Linked DNA regions of Mus musculus: region 2 is linked to region 1. A link is a contact called in public HiChIP or PLAC-seq data. All regions are on one chromosome and are shown on one strand. The core of a region is the stretch at or near the end of the contact, and the rest is flanking DNA. Distances in the headings are between cores, read along the strand shown. Region 1 has its middle 33 kb from the start of Gm25429. Region 2 holds the start of Sat1 (spermidine/spermine N1-acetyl transferase 1).

The links. HiChIP or PLAC-seq counts read pairs in DNA pulled down with a chosen protein or histone mark.
Region 2: an H3K27ac HiChIP or PLAC-seq map of microglia shows a contact between it and region 1, with 7 times the contacts expected there. The contact joins the promoter of Sat1 here to the enhancer-like site in region 1. A contact is called at or near these places in 1 of 15 datasets of contacts at CTCF or cohesin (embryonic stem cells), 13 of 484 Hi-C or Micro-C datasets (8-cell embryo, cerebral cortex, conventional dendritic cells and 10 more), 12 of 115 datasets of contacts at active chromatin or transcription factors (CD8 T cells, the HPC-7 cell line, the SCID.adh cell line and 6 more) and 3 of 9 other capture datasets (adipose tissue, liver and pancreatic islet).

The regions. Positions count from the first base shown.
Region 1 is chrX:155,171,370-155,174,069 of GRCm38.p6, reverse strand. No RefSeq gene overlaps it. Among named protein-coding and RNA genes, the nearest start is that of Gm25429, 33 kb to the right of the region's middle. Within about 2 kb of position 1,274, at least 46 of the 459 cell types and tissues checked have an H3K27ac peak or open chromatin away from gene starts, as enhancers often do. A contact at or near this core is called in the HPC-7 cell line, bone marrow-derived dendritic cells, microglia and 1 more, where this site is marked.
Region 2 is chrX:155,215,141-155,217,840 of GRCm38.p6, reverse strand. It overlaps Sat1 (spermidine/spermine N1-acetyl transferase 1), which reads left to right and starts at 1,392. Exons shown (of 6, transcript NM_009121.4): 1 at 1,392-1,738; 2 at 2,005-2,056; 3 at 2,157-2,240. The coding sequence starts at 1,673.

The DNA.
Region 1 (2,700 bases), core at 25-2,524:
CGAATTCAGAAATCTGCCTGCCTCTGCCTCCCAAGTGCTGGGATTAAAGGCGTGTGCCACCACACCCGGCTATACAAGTTTTGATGTGTTCTAATTATTCCAATTATTATTGGCATTTGTTTATTGTACATGGTACTGAGCTTCATAAGGATATTTTTATGTAATTATACCCAGTTTCCTCACCATACCATCTATCTTTTCCTTTCTATCTTTTCCCTCCTGTTAGTCTCCTATATTCCCCTAAGCATGTTCACTTCTGTTGTCATGTTGCATATGTTTGTGTGTTTGTGTGTGTGTGTGTATGACTTCATGTATTTATACAATCTCTAGGGTCCATAAAAAGAGAAACTGTGGTTTTTGTTTTTCTGAGGCTGACCTAATTTGTTTCTTCTGACTTCAAATGCACTACATAGTAGAGAATGATCTTGAACTCTCTTTGTGTTCCACCTCTCAGGTGCCAGGATTACTGGTATAAGCCACTAAGTTTGCCTTATTTCTACGTTTTCCCACTTAAACATATTGGGTGGGAGCTCTGGATGATGGCTCAACAGTTAAAAGCATGTCCTGCTAATGGAGACCAATGTTGAATTCTTAGTACCACGTCAGGCAGCTCACAACCACCAATAGCTCCAGTTCCATGGGAATACAATGCCCTCTTCTGGCCTTTGTGGGAACTGTATGAACACGATGCACATACATACATACATGCATACATATATACATACATACATACACACACACCCACATACACACATACATGGGATTTCCTTAAAAATTCCACTAAGTGTTTCACTCCTTCTTCTGACTGGTGAAGGCAGATAAGAGCTGAGGGAGGCATTTAGAGAGGATCTGAGACATAACGACTGAGAGGAAAATGAGGAGCTGGCATGCTCTGGGGGTCAAGTTGCTAGTGATGTGAAATTATCCCATGCATTTGAGGAAAGAAACATTTATTATATTTCATTACATCCTCAGCATAATTCAAAGGGGGAGGATTTATCATCAATGTGTCTAATCTTTGCATTTTAGGCATTAGCATTACTCATTAGCTTATCATACATGGAGAAAACAGGATGAAATAGTATAATGATAGATAAACTATATACAGTGAAGGTCCAATAAAGATAATAATATTCTCTTATGATGACTGATGGGAACTCACTCAAACAAAAGTGGATTCAAGTCAAGACCCAGCAGACTAGGAATTAACCTTGTAAAGTCCCCTGGCTCAGCCTTAGCACAGCTGACACTTGCAACTATGTCTTTCTTTGCTATGGGCTGTCCTACTTATTGCAGGATGTTTGATAGCATCCTTGAGCTCTGCCTACAGGAGGCCAGTAGCAGCCCCTCCCAAATTGGGACAACTGAAAATTGATATAAGTAAGTAGGAATTATCTAATTTAGAAGAACCAGGACCAGACAAAGGCATTGCCCCAAGAAGGAACAGCAATTGCAAAGGGAGAAAGGCTGAAGCAGGCTTACCCAGCCTAGGCAGCTCCAACTGTCCTGCTCTCCCTCTGAGTTCCTCTACAGGGACAAAGTGGTAGAGAGGCAATAAAGAGGAAGTGGAATGGCCCTGAGGGCTGTGTGCTTCCTCATTCAAAAAAGGTCAGCTGCTGGCTGCTCTCTGTCCTTCTTTATAGTCTGAACAAGACCAGATAATAAAAGTTTGCCTGGGCATGCAGTCAGGTTTTAGAAAACTGGCTGGCAAATATTGAAATTACTGCCAGTTTACAATTCTATCCCAGCAGAAAAAAAAAAAAAGGTTTTGTGTGTGTGTGTTTTGTTTTTTGTTTTTTGTTTTTTGTGTTTTGTTTTGTTTGAGTAGTGGGGGAACTAACTCATCTCCAGAAAACTGAAATAAATTAATATTTTTTTCTGGAAGAAAAAAAATAAACTCAGTCAAAATAGAAAAATGCAAGCAGAAATGAGCTCTAATATAAAAGGTAAGTAAGACATCAATTACAAACAACTATCAGCTGCCTGAAATGATATGATTTTTGAAAAGACCTTAAAATGGAGGAGTCACATAATTGAAAGGTGGGAAAAAGATAGAAGGAAGTAAAGCAACATCAAAAACGATTCAAGGAACTAGTGTGTTTTGGGAAATAGCCAGTAATAAATTGCAAAAGGAAGTCTGCTGCACTTTCCAAGGTAACCACTGAAATGACTGTTTAACAATACAACTAGGTCCATAACTTCTGTTAGTTTCACTGTGTCTCTGTTTACTTTGTGTTTACATGATATGTCCATTGCTGAGAGTGGGGTGTTGAAGTCTCCCACTCTTATCATGTGAGGTGCAATGTGTGCTTTGAGCTTTCATAAAGTTTCTTTTATGAATGTGGGTACTCTTGCATTTGGAGCATTGATGTTCAGAATTGAGAGTTTATCTTGGTAGATTTTTGCTTTGAAGAGTATGAAGTGTCCCTCTCTCCTTATGTTTTTTGATAGATTTTTGTTGAAAGTTAATTTTATTCTATATTAGAATGGCTAATGGAGAGCTTGTTTCTTGGGAACATTTGCTTGGAAAATTGTTTTCCAGCGTTTTACTCTGAGGTAGTGTCTGTCTTTGTCACTGAGGTGTGTTTCCTGTATGCAGCAAAATGCTGGGTCCTGTTTTTGTATCCAGTCTGTTAGTCTATGTCTTTTTATTGGGGAATTGAGTCCATTGTTGTTAAGAGATATGAAGATATGAAGGAA
Region 2 (2,700 bases), core at 143-2,642, 44 kb before region 1:
GTTCAGTAGGTTTAGAATTATTTCAAAATAAAAAGTTAAAGGAGCCAGGGCTACACAGAGAAACCCTGTCTCGAAAACAAACAAACAAAGTTAAAGGAAACAAAAGAAGTGCATGGACTGGAGCAAGTAAGGACAACAACAGCTTTCAATAGCAAAGAAAGCTGAGAGACGGTCAGATATAAGTGTGTAGAAAGAAAACTTCCAGACCTCAAAATCTATAAGCAGTGAAATCAACTCTTCAATAATGTAAGATGGCATACATCATTAAAGCGAATTATCAAGTGTTTCTCTCCTTCAGAAGGAAAGTCCACAAGGAAGAACAGATATTTAAGAAGGAAAGCGGGAGGAGTAAGAAAGAAAATGTTGCCAGGTGGTGGGGGGCAGAGGCAGGAGGATCTCTGAGTTCCAGGCCAGCCTGGTGTACAGAGTTCCAAGACAGACAAGGCTACTCAGAGAAATCTTGTCTCAAAAAATAAATACATAAATGGAAGGAAGGAAGGAAGGAAGGAAGGAAGGAAGGAAGGAAGGAAGGAAAGATAACATTTTAAATTTAGCCATTGCAACACTGGTTCTCAACCTTCGTTATAATGCAACCATTTAATACAGTTTCTCATGTTGTGGATTACTCTCAACCATAAAATTATTTTGTTTCTACTTTTTAACTGTAATTTTGCTGCTGTTATATTGTTATGAATTGTAATGTAAATGTCTGATATACAGGCTATGTGATATATGACCCCAAAGGGGTTGTGACCTACAGGTTGAGAACCACTAAGCTAGAAGGAAAGCAATCGAGGGATCCTAAGAACTGACCTTAGAACATACAAGAATAGCAGGCTGTGGTGAACATGTTTAATCCTAACACTGGGCAGACTGAGGCAGGCAGATCTATGTGATTTGTGAATTCTAGGACAGCCTGTTGTGACATAGTGAGTTCCAGGATAGTCAAGACTACATAGAGAGACCCTGTCTCAAAATTAAAACAAGATTCAAACCCACACCTTTCTTTAGTCATGAAAATGGTGACATCACCACATCTCAATGAACTGCCTGTGGAAAATTACTAGAGAGGAAAGGAAATTATGCCTCCAGACGACACTTTGAGAATGGCTGCTGCTCTCATCTTTCTGTCATACCCTAAAGCTGGGCTTCCTGAGTTTGCTTTTCTCGGCAATGTCGGGGTCACAGAGGCAATCCACATGTTCTATTTAGGAAGGTTACCAGGGGACAAGCTGGCATTCATATGCTTCCGGCAAGGATCCGCAAGGCGCCGCTAGAGGACATGAGGCTAGAAAGGCAGCAGCGCGCCTCGCCCTACCCCGCCCTCCGGGTTTGCGCCATGGGTGTCACGAGAGAGCCCGGAAGAGGGCAGTGTCTGGAACAGAGGGCGGTGCTTCGGCGGGCTTTCATCCTTACTGGTCGCGATCTCTCCGGCTCCCCGTCCAGGGAGGAGCTTCTGCGGACTTAAAAGGCACCGTCTTGCCACTTCTTAGCTGCGCAGTTTCCCCGAAGTAAGTTTGCCAGTTTTCTGTCTTATACTGAGGTTCGCCGGGTCATGGTGCCAGCCTGACTGAGAAGAGGACGCTCCCGGGAAACGAATGAGGAACCACCTCCTCCTGCTGTTCAAGTACAGGGGCCTGGTGCGCAAAGGGAAGAAAAGCAAAAGACGAAAATGGCTAAATTTAAGATCCGTCCAGCCACTGCCTCTGACTGCAGTGACATCCTGCGACTGATCAAGGTAGGTAAAAGTCCGGGCTCTCCCTAGGGCAGAGGGTAGGGGAGGCTCTGTTGACCGGGGAAATCCTCATCTGCAGTTCTGAGACGCAGCCAGGCCAGTAAATTCCGCCTTCTTGGCCTGCCAACCCCAGCCCGGGTCAGGCTCGGCTGTTCGGCGCCAGGCAGGACTCAGTCACCGCTCTACCCTGCCTGCCCCATTTCTCTTCCCGTGAGCTGGCTAGGCTGGCCAGGAGTTTCATTGTCCTTTTCTTTATATGTCGTCCCCAGGAACTGGCTAAATATGAATACATGGAAGATCAAGTCATTTTAACTGAGAAAGGTAACAAGGCGTGGCGGGGGAGGGGGAGGGGCGGGTAATATCTGTTTCCTGGCACCTCCAAAGGTCAACTCTCACTGTCTCTGCCTCCCCTGTCTTACAGATCTCCAAGAGGATGGCTTTGGAGAACACCCCTTCTACCACTGCCTGGTTGCAGAAGTGCCTAAAGAGCACTGGACCCCTGAAGGTAACCCCTGATCCCTGTCGAGAAGCCAGAGAGAACTAATGTTATATCAAACCCGTAGAGCCTACTGGGCAGAACCCGTGACTACGCGGGCAGAGGTTACTGAGGAGCTGGCTGGAAATAACAACCAGCCAGTGTGCAAATGACTGAGGAAAAAAAATATATGTGTAGTGTACTTTCTAATAGGGCGGGTTATGAGAGAGCTGTTTGAGCAAGTATCAAAGTTCTGTAGAAACCCGGAAAAGTTAGTTATAATGTCATTTGTTGTAATTCCGTTTCATAAAATGGTTTTTGTTTGACCCTAACCTAACTTTTTTTTTTTTTGTAATTGTGTTAAATCACATTTTTTTCTTTAATTTGTCCCAATCTTCAGGTTACAGTCTCTAGCTTCGCCATGTACATGGCCCTTCTGTGTACATGGATGGGCGGGGAGGTAACTAAAAGACCCTTTACACAATAAAGT